2 separate regions of the Hordeum vulgare genome follow, and region 2 is linked to region 1. A link is a contact called in public Hi-C data. All regions are on one chromosome and are shown on one strand. Each heading gives the region's core, a stretch centred on a gene start, on an enhancer-like site or on the middle of the called end of the contact. The rest is flanking DNA. Distances are from core to core; before and after follow the strand shown. Region 1 holds the start of LOC123448272 (RHOMBOID-like protein 2). Region 2 holds the start of LOC123448273 (scarecrow-like protein 34).

What was found. A called contact is a pair of places that touch in the nucleus more often than the background predicts.
Region 2: a Hi-C map of seedling shows a contact between it and region 1, with 4 times the contacts expected there. The contact joins the promoter of LOC123448273 here to the promoter of LOC123448272 in region 1. A contact is called at or near these places in 4 of 6 Hi-C or Micro-C datasets (leaf and seedling) and 1 of 1 datasets of contacts at active chromatin or transcription factors (embryo).

What each region holds. Positions count from the first base shown.
Region 1 is chr4H:159,841,845-159,849,265 of MorexV3_pseudomolecules_assembly, forward strand. LOC123448272 (RHOMBOID-like protein 2) reads right to left here and starts at 5,782. Exons shown (of 6, transcript XM_045125122.1): 1 at 5,174-5,782; 2 at 3,468-3,631; 3 at 2,813-2,976; 4 at 2,427-2,686; 5 at 2,208-2,334; 6 at 1,534-2,000. The coding sequence starts at 5,475. The coding sequence ends at 1,878.
Region 2 is chr4H:160,219,889-160,227,223 of MorexV3_pseudomolecules_assembly, forward strand. It overlaps LOC123448273 (scarecrow-like protein 34), which reads left to right and starts at 4,137. Exons shown (of 1, transcript XM_045125123.1): 1 at 4,137-7,335. The coding sequence starts at 4,734. The coding sequence ends at 7,115.

The DNA.
Region 1 (7,421 bases), core at 4,532-7,031:
TTTTGCTTGCAGAAGCAAGGTGCAATACAAATAGACAAGATGCAATTCAAGAGCCAAGAGTCAGCAGCTTTATTATCTAGCACCCCAGTTCTACATGTGTAAAGGCGAAGGCACGAACAGGGGACAATAATCAAGCCAGGTTCTGAACACTTAGGTACAAGGGCTATATTCGCAAGTAGTACATCAGGGGAGATAGGTACAGAGAGGGAAAACCGCTAGTTCTAGAACTAAAAGAAGTTCATAGACATTGGAACAACTCATTTACCTTTTGCTCTTCACTCAGAGAAATTTGCCCAGCTCTCGCAATTGAATTGCCCTCAATCTGAAATTTGCCCAGCTCTCGCAATTGAATTGCCCTCAATCTCCAGAATTTTTGCCTGATCAGCAAGAAAAAGTTGCAGACACAATTGTATTTTCCAGAATTTCCCCGAGGATTTTGCAATTTGATTTTTGACCTTTTTTACTCTGTTCTTCTATGTGGGAGGGGAGCTCCCCAATGCTAGGCCATGGCATCCGACGACGGCTGGGGATGGGAACAAAAAGTTGCAGATCAGCGCTGGTGGGGCGTATGGTTTTTATGGTGATGGGTAAGTGGGGAAGGGAAAGATCATGTGAGGCAGGGGGGTCGTTGGCCGTTGGGACGTGGCAACGAGGGAAAAGTGGACCTGCCTTTTTTTTAGCACATGAGTGGGGACCGACTGGATGGACTTTCCTAATCAGGAGGCCGCGATATCCACCCTCATAGCGCGTGGCGCTGCTACGCAGCGTTCAAAAACCATAGCTACTTAGGCCCGGTTTGGAACCACCCAGATTATATAATCTGGTTTTTATAATCTATTATGTTTTTAAACAGGACAGTTTATATTATAGATTTTAAAAACTAGATGACCAAATTATTAAAAACTCATAATCTACTCTAGCCCAGCTAAAATTAGATTATGGATTATTAATGACCTATTAACCTTGTAAACTTGAAGATAATTACCTACTTACCCTTGTGAACTTGAAGATAATTACCTACTGCCACCGCCGCCGTCTTTATTTTATACAGGACAGACATGTCATTGTACAATATAAAACCTGAATTACAGTTTATATAATCTGGCCTTCAAACATACCCACCTGGATTATTTTTATAAACCAGATTATATAACTATCTTCATAATCCAAATTATTATAATCTATTGTGGTTTCAAACATGGCCTTAGTTTATATTAGCTTATAAGTAATTACTAGTTGTTCTATGAATGTAAGTCACACTAGAACTAAGTTCTAATTTTCCGTCCAAATTGTTAAGAATGAAATTGAATTGAACCAAGTGCGTCATGCAATTTGGATTATTCGGGAACAACCTATGACAACAGGTGGATACCACATTATGGCGGCTCCAGCAGCATCTAAAAGCATATAGAGCGCGCTCCATATGCCATACGGCGACTCCGCTAAAATTGCTCTAAGCTTGGGTTTATTGTGTGGATACTCCCGGCAACCATGCGTTGAAGTTCCTTTCAACACATGAAATGCTATAATTTGTTTCGAGAAAGCGCAAAGGACCTTTGTGTTTCATTATATTGAAAAGATAGAGTTTGTTACAATACTCCTAAGAGGCAGGGTACAAGCATAGGTTTATGCTTCCGCCAAAGGCCTATAACACATGAATGATAAACCTGTTGGCCTTTCCCTCTCAGTTTCTATCTATCCGGGAATCGGAGCAACACTTCACCACTTCTCAAGATTAATCACAAGCAACCAAATATGGCACACTGAATACTTCCCTCCATAAGTAACCTTCTACTAAAATATGCGGTATTCTCTTCATGTACACAAAGAATAAAAATCATGTTAGAAGCTAGGAGAGCTCAGGGAATCCGGTTCTCCTAACTGCAAAGCTGGTTGCAGAGCTGGTCTATCTTATCTTGTGTAGCTTCAGCCACAATGTAGCTCCGGTGTATCCCTTTGCCTTCACAGGTCAAGTTCAAGGTATTTGCCTGTAGGATTGCCTGCAAGGAGATGGAATTACGAAAAATAGCATTAGCATGTAGCGACGCCCCCGTGAATGCATGCTCAATCTCAACTGGGACATCTCTTACATATCTGGCTACAGCGTCTAGCCAAAGAAAGTGAGTTTGGTCCATATTGATCCAAAAGCACATTTGGTTCAGAAGTACTTTAAAAAATACAGAGGGAGGAACTTCCAATTATCTTACCGTGCATGTTGTCGGTGACGAGTTGCACTTCCATTTTTTAGTAGGAACACAACTGAGATAATGGCACCAAGAACAGTGATCGTTCGCATTATATCCCCGGAAAAGCATAACGATAGCCACTGTGAACCTACAAATTTCAGATGACAGGTATCAATCATCACGGGGAAAACATCTGAAAGTTATATATCAGGGCTTCAAGCGGAAAGTCTGTAGACTCACCCGATAATCAGCAGAATAGCAGCAACTATCCACAATATATATTGATACGTCTTGTGCTTGCGTTCGGCAGGAGCAGTTTGCGGTCCAGGTGTTACTCTTCTCTGGTTAATCCATGCAAACTGTGGTCGAATAAAGACAACAAATCCAAGAAGGAACCCAGATATAAGGCCCCCAATATGAGCAAAGTTATCCACTCTGGGGAGTATCCCAAGGGCCAAGTTCACCACGATCACAAGTACCAGGGTTAATAATGCTGCCACCTAAAAATTAAGGGGAATTATCACACCATTTAATTGAACAACTAATTCTCGATGGACAAAACTGAATCAATCTGCTGAAACATCTACTATTATTACAAATTACAGAAGATATATACGAAAACAGACCTTATTTGCATAGAGTGACCAATTTGTGATGAGTTCAGAAAGCATAGACCCTATCAGTCCAAACAAAGCACCAGAAGCACCAACGGAAATACTTGCTCGGATGAAGAGAGCAGACATCAAGCTTCCACCAAAACCAGAAATGAGATAAACAAGGCCAATCCTCACTGTACATCATGAATAGACAAAATTCTTCAGTAGTGTAAGGCATACAAGCATTTAAAATGTACGTGTATCTATTTCGTAAATTGAACTACAGCTTGGATGAACTTTCAAGCATATTATTTGAGACTTTGGTAAACTAATCAGCGATATAGATAGGGTAATTTGAGGTATTCCTGTTTCAGGAGTTGCTACAGTATGGTGCCTCTTGGTTCAGTCTAAGTAGCTTCTCTGTGTGGTTACAAAATTCTGATATTTTTGGTTCCACTATCGAAGATACATAACATATGATATTACTTGTGAAATGTCTGTAGACTACTAGAATTGGCTTCATGAAGCAATATTTCATTACAAGAAATTTGTCCGAAGAAGCTTGTTAGTTATTAACAGAACCAAGGCCATGGGAAAACGATTGACAGGATATAACTTCTATCTATTCCTTCTTGTTGAAATCAAGAAGGCTCATGTGAAAAATGCAAGCAATGCTTTCACTTACCAAATCCAAATTCTTGTTCAAGTCGAATACCAATAAATAGAAGGCAAAGCACATTGATGAGTAAATGGACAACCCCAGCATGGAGCCAGATACATGTAATCAGACGCCATCCCTGGCGACCTTGGACAACTTTAGATACATCTAGAGCTCCCATCTTCAGCAGCCTGGAATGGAAAATGCTTTCTTAGTCCTGAAATTCAAATATCCATAAGAAATATCTTATCTTGTTTGCCGCCATTTCTTTCCATGTCCTTCATTTCAAATGAAGTGACGCAACACACTATGAAAGATTAAATTCACTGTAGCTCTTAGTAAACATCAGTAAAATGACCAGAAGTTAACCAAAAAAAGTTCCCAGTTCACGCAAAAAAAAAAAAAAAAGCAGAGCAAGGACGAAGTTTCTGAAAATATCTGAGCAAAGTAGTTATACTTCTACTCAACACCGACGAATACATATACTCCCTCCATCCCATAATATAAGAGCTTTTTGACACTACATTAGTTGTAAACACAGCACGCAACTACTGCTGTTCACTGAATTTGCACTTCCAAAATAACATAAAAGTCGAATTGCGGACAACACCATAAAAGTCCAAATATGCGGTAAAATTGTTGAAGTCAAATTGTGCAGAACCTTCAACACCTAGACGGTTGACAAGATAATCTGATTTTTTTTCTTCTCAAGTCATCACCAACACCAATCATGAGCAGAGTATAGCCTAAATCAACTAAAGTTAGCAAAGCTACATAAGCCAATACCAAGTCTAAAGATGTCCTACACCTGACTTGGCAAGCAAATTGCTTACGTCTACATTTAATATTTCAGCTGTTAGTTTCTTCTTTGAAATGGATGGCAGGAGCTCTGCCCATTCATTAGAGAAACTAGAATTTACAAGTATAACACCTGTCCCCTAATGGAAAGAGACTTAATGATCAGTTCCAGAATACCTTTGTAACCCCAACTTAATTACCAACTCAGTAAGAAGGCTTTAGTTTTATTTGATGAAGAAAAAAAAAACCAGAATCGTAAACTTGATTAGATCCATTGGAAGATCAGCCTGCAGAGCTCACACCTAGGGGATCAAGACCGATTTTTTAGATGGTCTGAAACTCTGAATGTTTGTGTACCTCATACAAGTTTCCTCTCAAAGACTTGTAGATTGCTAGCTCACAAAATTCCCTCATCCACAAACCCAGAAAAAAAATCAGTATGTCTCAAACGGAAGCATCACTAGTTCTTCCAATTCCAATTGCAAAATAGAATGCAGGGGAGGTGGCTGCTGGTCTCCCTATTGCAGAAGTAAGCAACCTGAGAATGAACCTGTGCACCAACCTAATTGAGGATCAATCTCAATAGCTTGAGTGTAAACACACGAGGTCTAAAGGAATAAAATGTCATGTTTGAGACGCTAAAAAGGAGAGATGTTATCCCCCACTGTCTATACGACCCAAATAAGGAATTACTAAGGCATGAGGAGAGAAAGATAAGAAAAACAATGCTAATACAGCATCATCTTTGAGTAAATCGAGTTGGTGCTGCTGTTTGCAATTGTACTGGTCAGTAACAAAGGGAAAGGGGAAATTAAGTCTTGTCAATGTTCAGCTAGACTCACTGTCTTCCTCTAAGCAAGGAAATGCACAGCGAGGCGAGGAAGCAAAGAAAGGGTGGAGGAAGAAGAGACGGAGGAGGGCAGCAGCCTGCGTACGTGGTGGAGGATGGGCCGAGGAGCGGGTTCTCCTTGAGCGGCTGGAAGGCGAATCGGCCGAGGAACCCCGCGGAGCAGTTGCCGGAGCTGCGGTTGGGGCAGTCGTTAACGAACATGGTGACAAGGAAGACGGCGACGCAGGCGATTGAGGCGGCGGGGACGAGCCAGGGCGTCCAGCGGCGGTAGTAGGGGCGCGCCCTGAGGCGTGCCGGGTTCGGGTGCACGGGCGGGCGCTGCGGGCGCTCGACGCGGACCTCGACGGCGCCAGTGCCGGGGTCGGGACCGGCGCCGGCGGGCTTCATCGTGGCGTAGGAGGAGGACGAGGGATCCAGGTGTGGAGGAGGCTGGCGGAGGAAGCGAGGGAAGGCGGCGAAGCGTGAGGAGGTGGGGGACGGGGGCAGGGAGAGTTCTGGGCTGGCTTGTGTTGGTGCTGGCAGCACAAGAGGACGCTTCCTTTCGGCGGCAGCGAAGGGAGGGGAAGGGTAGGGAAGCCGCGTTGTGTTCGTCTGCTTTCCTTGACTCTGTTTGCCTTGCTTGCGACTACAACTGTCAAGGTCTCTCTCTCACACAGGGAGAACTGGTAACTTGAGAGAGAGAGAGAGAGAGAGATTGCTTGAGCTGCGTCGGGTTGCGTAGCCAAGGAAGAAAAGGATGGATAAATGAATAAAGTAAAAGGATAAGTGAAATTCCTGCAACGGATTGAAGGAGAGTCGTTGTGGACGGTGGGATGGTTGGCCAACTCCGGCTGCCAAATGGATTGAAGGAGCCAACATTGTAGCGTCTCATCTGCTGCAACCGGAAAGCAGCTCCTTACTTACTTGGGTAAAAGTGGACCATCTGCACGGCTGGAAAGCGGTTTTCTTTCTCTAATCCAACACAATAAGCATCGCCGCTGGGAGTGGCAGCAGTTTGTTGGGCGATCTGAAATTGTCATAATCGTGCTATTTTTAAGAACAAGAAGCTGAAATCCCTTTTTAATGTGGTTTACGCTACTTGTAGTTTTCTTACTTATTGAACAGGTTTGTTGAATGAAGCTAATCGGGTGACGATGAAGAGCAATTGAAGCGTGGAGCAAAGATTCTAAAGAGCAATGCGTCTAGCATGGTACGGATCTGTGCTGCCCCCAAGAGTAACAATTGAAGATGAAAGGTGCTAGTAATGCCTTAGAGCATCTCCAACAGCCGCGCTTCGCGCCGCGCCCAAAAAATGTATTTACCGCGCGCGCTTCGGCTGGTTTAGCGCGGGGATAGGCGCTGGCTCCAACAGCCGCGCTATAATGTAGCGCGCGCGCCGCTCCAGCAGTGCCCAAAAATGCAGCGCGCGCAGCACGCACAAACCACATATACATTTCAAAAAATAGGAGAAAAACGATCAAACAAACAAAATTATTTCAAGAAAGCGCGGCGCTGTTCCTCAGACGCCGGAGGCGCGAGGGCCGGCCGGACTAGGAGGGGGTGGGGTGGAAGCGCGGCGGCGCGGGGAGGCCGGGGAAGCGCCTGAACGGTCGCCGGGGGGAGCGGGCGGCGGCCGCAGCGGAGACAGGCCGGGGAAGCGCTTGAGTGGTCGCCGGCGGGCGCGGGCGGCGACGGCGGCGCGGTCGGATGGGGGCGGCGCGAGAGTGGAGGAGCGAGCGCGGGAGAGAGCAGGAGCGAGCGCGGGAGAGTCGCGCGCGCGGGAGCCGGCGCAGCAAATAGGGGGCGCGGGATTGCGTTTCGGCCAGCGCGCTGAACTGGAAATGGCGCGCGCGCCGTTTTTGCGCGCCCGCTGGAGCTGCCCGTCGCGTTGCGCGCGTGCTAAAACTGCCTTTTTTACGGCGCGACGCTTGTATAGCGCGCCTGTTGGAGATGCTCTTAGATCTCTATGGTTTTGGCCCTTGCGTGAGTGACTGGTCGACTCGTTGGAGGGTCTGATTGTATCCTGGGATGATTTAGACTTGCCTCCTTTTCTTGGTTTTGTTAGGCTAGCTGATGCGTTTTATGATGTTCCTGGGTTTTCGTCCGGCGATAGGCTGCTCGATGACGATTGTCTATTGTGGGTTTTCCAGTAATGCTTTGAACTTGCTCCCCTTTCTTGTTTTCCTTTGTTTGTCCGAACTTTGTAACTTTGTATTTTCGTTATGTTCGGTAATGAAAAGGGGCTCGCACGGTTTTAAAAAAAAAAGCATCGCCGCATAAGAGCAACTCCAACGCGCCGACCCAAACGGACGACGGTCTCGTCCGTTTAGGCCAGCCGAGCGCTTTGCATTCGC
Region 2 (7,335 bases), core at 2,887-5,386, 380 kb after region 1:
CGGCCTCAGTGCATCAGCAAATCCCAATGTAGTTACTTGGTAATTGCCTACAATTAAGGTTTTGAATTGTTGTAATATTAGGAAAATTCATGATTAATTTCAGTAAGTAATCCATGACTATAGCAGAAAATAGCATGCAACAATTTAGCACACTGGATGAACATTAAAACATGCACAACAACATTGCACATGTAACAACAACTATAGATAGAGACATGAAAGATCACAATGAACATATTGTAACAACAACTATAGATAGAGACATGAAAGATCACAATGAACATATTGTTCATTAGTTGACGTGGATTTTTTCAATGCCGCTAGTGTTTTGCGAAAATACCATTTGCGTCCCAAATTATGACCGCGTCCCTGACTAACTATTCCTATAAGGGGTTCTCTACTAGTGTACGCAGACTTTGGCTGGGTCAGGGTTGTGGGAGTCCTATGTGGGGATGGTTTGGACTCACACACTTGGACACCTCTCTGGACATTTGCATCTCCATGTTGAATGACACAAAAAAATCTGAACACGCTGACCCAGACATTTACGGATGTTTTATGGCTCAACGTTGGAGATGCCTTTATATATCATGTGTTTTATATGATCTTAGCAGATAGATTAGATAGACGGATGGATGTTGCCTCTCATAGTCTTATGGCATATACAACCGGCCTTGCCAAATCCAACACCCTATGCACGTGGGCGCACCCAAGCGTGTCCGCCGATAGTGACCGGGGAGCCCCCAAACCAGCGCGCCCGCAGCCGCATATCTCGTATCCGCCCCCTATATTCATACGAGATCATTCAACATACTACATAGATCATCAAACGACCAAAATGGACAAGCACCAGATATATAACCGATTGCAAATGGTCATAATTCGTATTAAACATCACCAAAAGATGACCAAACGGGCATAATTCACACACTTTAACCATTCGGGGAATTCTAACTAGATAATACTCCCTCCACTCCGTCATGTAGTGCACTCACTCTTTTTGAGATTTAGGTTTGACCATAAATTTAACCAACGTGAGCGATTGCGAGGGGAGCAAAAGATTATACCATTAAAGTCGCGCTTGTATGCAGTGTATTCTAATACGGATGTATTTATTTTACACGTGTATCTTACCGGTCATGAAGAGATTTCCAGCTGGAAATAATACAACGAGCCGAGACCTGTATTTTTTACAAAAGTGTTCGAGACAAAAACGATAATCCAAACAAGGCCTAAATTCATATTGGAAAGAGGTTTCGAGTGGTATAATTTTTTCTCCCATCGCATTTGCCCACATTGATTAAATTTATCATGAAACTTAAATATTCAAAAGCATCGACGCACTACATTATGGAATGGAGGGAGTAGGAGCTAGATTATATAGACGGAGAGATGGTCGAGCTTCACCACTTCCTCGTTGGTCCTTTGCCCTTCTAGTCACCGGCACTAGTGTAGGCGTCCGCGGCATGTGGTAGGTCATTGTCGGAGCCGTCGTTGTCATCGTGGGAGGAGGAATAGGAAGAGGAGATGACAATGTATCCCTTCAAGTGCCGGACGACGTGGTCCTCCTTCCACTTCATCCTCGCCATCCTCGCCGCCTCCACTGTTGCCACCGCCACCTCTTGCTCGAACTGCTCAATGTCGAGACACATCGTCTTGGCATTGATCCTTCGGAGCCGTCGGGTTTCCATCCCCACCATCGTAAGTGACCAGCGCTACACCCACTAGAGGAGAAGATCAATGCTTGTTGGGAACCGTCGGCATCACATAGCAATGGCAGGAGAACTACGGAGTCGCGTCCGATGTGCCCCCGATCTTCCTTGCCCTCTACCTCTCGCGGAGGTCGACGCGTGCCTCCAATTCTAGAGTGCACATTTGGGTCGCCGGTGGGGCGGGCACTAGAACCCACCACTATCCGCGTGGAGCAGCAACTGAAGGTGGAGGAGACCGACGAACGTGGCATCGCCGATTGAGCTGACCTCATAGATTCACGCACGGGGCAACAATGGTCGGTGCCAGCGTCGGCGTTGCCTTCGCCGGCGACTAGCGGCATCACACCTGAACCGAAGTTGTCACCTGTGTCCACCTGCGAGCCCTCCCACGTGATGTGGAGGGCCAACTCGTCCTCGTCTCCGACACCATCACGAAGGAAGACGTCCCAATTGTCATCGTCAGAGGCCTCACAGTGGTTGTCGGTACTAGACATGGTCGTCGACGCTCGTGAGTTGGCCGATTGGAGCAAAGGGGAGCAAAGCAGAAGTAAGGCTAGGGTTTGGTTTTGGATGGGGTTTTGTAGGATCGATGTGGGCAGAGGTGGACGGGACACACATGACGTACGCCTCGAACGCGTCGTGGACGATTCATATCCACCCTACGTTTAAACCGGATATGAAAGGTGTGTGTTAGTCTGAGCATTTGAAGACGCCCGCAAAAAAATTATCAGTCTGCCCGCCTTTTGAGACGGTTTGAGGCGCAGGTATACGCTCTCGTTGATTGTATTTATTGCAAAGTAGGAGTATTTTCAAGTATCTCGATGAAAGGTGTGTGTGAGTCCCAACGTTTGAAGACGTTCGATTGAATCACATTTTCCATCAATCCAGCCGTCTTTTGAGATGGTTTAAGACCCCTGGTATACGCTTTTAGACAAACTCCAGTGGGGCGATTCATTTTGTTTGCCGCCGTCCGTTTGGGGCCGCACGGACAAAACGGACGGCCCAACGCGTCGACCCATTGTCAAAACGCGTCTGCTTCGACCCATTTCCGGCCCAAATTTGGGACTGAAATGCATCGGCGCGGACGCGAAGCGGATGCGCGTGCGCCGTCTCGGTGTCCGCCCCAACCACCCACGGTCAACATAATTTATGACGGCCGTCCTCCTCGGTCCCACACGTCAGCGGCCTCGGTCGACCTTTTTTAATCCGCCCCCCCACGGTGGGTTCTGCCTCATCTGCTTCGAGAACACACACGTCCCCATCTCGCCACCCCGTCAGCGACTAAACCCTAGCCATGTGCCATGGTCGTCTCCTTCCAAAACAAGGGCAAGGCCCCCTCTACCCCCGCGCCATCTCCCCGCCGGCGTCTTCCCTCCGGCCTCACGAGTGTGTCAGCGTCCCGGTGCACCAAGCACGATAGCACTGGGAGCACCGCGTGCCACTGGCCTTACCCCAATGCCACCCTCCCGCATCACTGGCATCTGGATCCGGAGAGGATCCCGGTGCCGGCCGTGCCGCGGTTGGCGTGGTTGCATGCGGAGGAGGTGAGTTGCCGTCGGCGTCTGCTGACGCCGGAGCAGCGACTCAACCCTGCCTAGGCGGCCGACTCCCCCCACTAGGAGCTCTGATTCGCGGTCGAGCACGAGGAGTAGTGCTAATGTGGCGTGCGCGATGTGCAGCCATGAGGCCCTCCGCCGCCCCCGCCCGTTGTCAGCGAGGAGGACCAGGAGGCTAAGGCCGCCTACCAGGCGGCGCTGGCAGCTGTTCTCCGCGAGAGCGAGGAGGAAGAGCGGCGCAAGGCCGACGAAGAGAAGGCGGCGTACCAACAGCGACTCGTGGAGGCCATCGCGTTGTCGGCCGCCAGCAACTGCGTCGTGCCACCTTCACCGAAGACCGAGCCCACGGAGCCGCGGGAGGTCTACCAGTAGACTGGCTGCATCAGCAAGTGGGTCAGTGCGACGCCCATCTGGCTGGGTGCGATATCGGAGCAGGAGGAAGCCTACCTCCTGCACTAGAAGTCGGAGCACCTGCGGACGGAGCGCGCCGAAGGTCGTCGGCAGATGGAGCTGGAGAAGGAGGCGGAGGAGGAACGACGGGAGATGGAGGAGGAGGAGCGCCCCCGTGTTGCGCTGCCACCGCCACCAGCACAACCCGCGTTGGCGGGACAGACGACACACGTGGAGGCAGCTGCGCTCTGGAACACAGCGTTTCCCTGGACTTTTGCCCGACTTTTAATTAATGTAATGGGGACGCGTGGACTCTTGCCAACTTTTAATGTTTAATTATGTTTATTTATTATTTTCAAAACTGCTTTATATTATTTTACATATTCATAAAAATGAATCGAATTAGCGTTGGGCGCATGCACCGATCAAATGCCGAAGCGGACGTTGACGTTCGCTGGATCGATCCAAACAAATAAATAACGGATAAAATAACCATCCGTTTGAGTCAGTCGGTTGGAGTTGCTGTTATTGATGGTACTCGTTCCGACCATGTCCCCTCTGCTCGATGTCTCCGTCGCTAACATGGCGCAACGACAGATACCCAGTTGACAACAATGGGTGTAGGATCCCACATAATTGCACAGTGTGCGTTCCCCTGATCTGATGGATGTTGACCAGTTGAGCCTTGCGGGCTCGTCGATGATCCAACGGCCCAAAGGAAAGCAAACGACGTGCCCGTGCGGCTTTGACGCCAACACTACCGGGGCCACTACGACTTTCTACCAGCGAGCGTCCTCCTCGGCCCTTTCCTTCCTCCTGTCGTCGCCGCGCGCCGCAGCCGCAGCCGCATCTGCATCTGCATCTCAGCCTCCTTCCCGCGGAACCTTCCCGGGCCTTCCGCCGCGCGCCGGAGCTCTCCTCGTCCCGGCGGTGCTTGCTTGGTTGGACCCCAAGCTCAGACCATTTTTGTAGCCCAGCTCATCTCCCATCCATGACCCCCTCCACAAAACACCACTAGTCACTGTTGCTATTGCTAGCTAAGCCGTCATACACGGCAACCACCTGGGCCTAGGCCATGGCCGCCACGCCGGACGAGTTCCTGCGGGCGGGGGACTTCCTCGCCGACGCGGAGCCCTTCTCCCCGTCGCTCTTCCTCGACCTGCCGCCAACGCCGTCTCCCCCACGCGCCGCCCCTGCCTCCGACGACCTCGACCTCGACTTCATCTCACGCATGCTCATGGAGGAGGACATGGACGACAAATTCTTCTACCAGTATCCCGACCACCCCGCCATCCTCTCCGCGCAGCACCGGCTGGCCCAGGTCATCTCCGGCTCCAACACCGCCCCATCCACCGACGACTCCGCCAACACCACCGTCGCCAGCTCCACCTTCTCCTCCGACTCTGCCACCGGCAGATCGGCCTCCTCCTGCTCCGACTCAGCCACAAACACCGGCAAATCGACCTGCTCCTTCCACTCCACCACCAACACCGCCCACTCCACCTCCTGTTCCTCCTCACCCGGCGGCCTCGCCCCCGCCAATCCCACCTGGCCTTACGACCGAATCTATCTGTCCCAGCCCCTCCACTCCCCGCCATACAATGCCAACAACCTCTTCTTTTCCGGCGTCGGCACGCCTACCGCGGGATATTTCGGGCATACCCCGGCGCTCTCCAAGGGCAACAACGACTATTTCTTGGCCCCCGCCGGCCAGAACGGCCGCAGCACGGGCATGCAGAGCTTTGCGGCTTTGTCGAATAGTAGCGCGGCCAAGGACGCCAAGACCTTATCGAACAATGGCGGCTCTTGCCGAGGTGGCCCATGCACCCCGGCCTCGGCCTTCTTCAATGGCCAGACCGACGGTGACGTGGACATGCTCAACATGGCGTTTCGCAAGGGCATGGAGGAGGCCAACAAGTTCTTGCCCACCACCAACACCCTCGACGCCATTTCCAACAAGCCGGTACTGCGCGACTTGACCGGTGACCAATTGAAGAAGGAGGAGGTGGATAGACTCAGAATGTCGATGTTCAGTAATGGCCGGGGGCGCAAGAACAGGCATGGGGCGGAAGACTTGGAGGCGGAGGTTGGCAGGAGAAGCAAGCTGATGATGCCGGAACAGGAGGATACAGGGGTAGGCGAGATGGTGGAGGAAATAATGCTTCACGGCCACGAGATCATCATGAAGGGGATAGAGGATCTGCACATAGCAATGGACACCGAGGCCGAGAAGAACCACAGGAAGGGCGCCAGCAAGGCAGCGCGGGGGAGGCGGGGTGCAAGCGAGGTCGTCGACCTGCGCACCATGCTCATCCACTGTGCGCAGGCGGTGGCCACGGGCGACCGCCGGGGATCGAATGAGCTACTCAAGCAGATTAAGCAGCACTCGTCGGCAAAGGGGGATGCCACCCAGAGGTTGGCGTATTGTTTCGCCGAGGGACTGGAAGCGCGCCTCGCAGGCACGGGCAGCCATGTGTACCAGTCGCTCATGGCCAAGAGCACCTCGGTCGGGGAGTTTCTCAGGGCATACAAGCTGTACATGGCAGCCAGCAGTTTCAGGAAGGTGAACTTTATTTTTGTTGGCAAGATCATCATGGATGCCATGGTGGGGAAGAGCCGCTTGCACATCGTGGATTACAATGTGCAATATGGATTCCAGTGGCCAGGTTTGCTACAGATGCTAGCAGAAAGGGAAGGCGGTCCGCCGGACGTGAGGATCACTGGCATTGACCTCCCTCAGCCTGGCTTCCGCCCAGCCTTCCAGATTGAGGAGACAGGCCGTCGGCTCAGCAAATGTGCCCGAGAGTTTGGCGTGCCATTCAAGTACCACGGTATACCTGCAAAGTTTGAGACAGTCCATGCGGAGGACCTAAATATCGACCCAGATGAGGTGCTCATCGTCACCAGCCAGTCTGGTTTCAGCAACCTGATGGACGAAAGTGTTATCATGGACAGGCAGGACATCCCGAGCCCCAGAGACATGGTCCTTAGCAACATCCGCAAGATGCGGCCTGATGTGTTCATTGACTGCGTTGTCAATGGAACCTATGGCGCGCCTTTCTTTGTGACACGATTCCGGGAGGCACTCTTCTCCTATTCGGCGCAATTCGACATGCTGGATGCGACCATCCCCCGTGACAATGACGACCGGCTGCTCATCGAGCGGGATATCTTCGGTCCGTGTGCCCTGAATGTCATTGCCTGCGAGGGTGCAGATCGAGTCGATCGGCCTGAAACTTATAAGCAATGGCAGGTGCGGGGTCACCGGGCTGGGCTGAGGCAGGTTCCATTGAGCCCGGCTGTTGTTAAGCTTGTGAGGGATAAGGTTAAGACCCTCTACCACAAAGACTTTCTCATCGACGTGGATAACCGTTGGTTGCTGCAGGGGTGGAAGGGGCGGGTACTCTACGCCATGTCGACATGGGTAGCTGCTGACCATGATTACTCCAAATTTTAGCTGCTTTTCTTCACTTCATTTCAGAGTGCAGATGAAGAAGGTAATTGTGCTTAACACACGCAACCAACAGAAATATCGCCCCGGCGGATTTGGTTCATTACACGATGGTTTGGACAGGGGGCAAAAGTTTTATGGTAGCACTAAGTAGGGACGCAGAGTAGTGTCTTGTAATGTTTAGATGATTAGAGATGCACAGGATTTAGGTGTAGTTGCAGACATG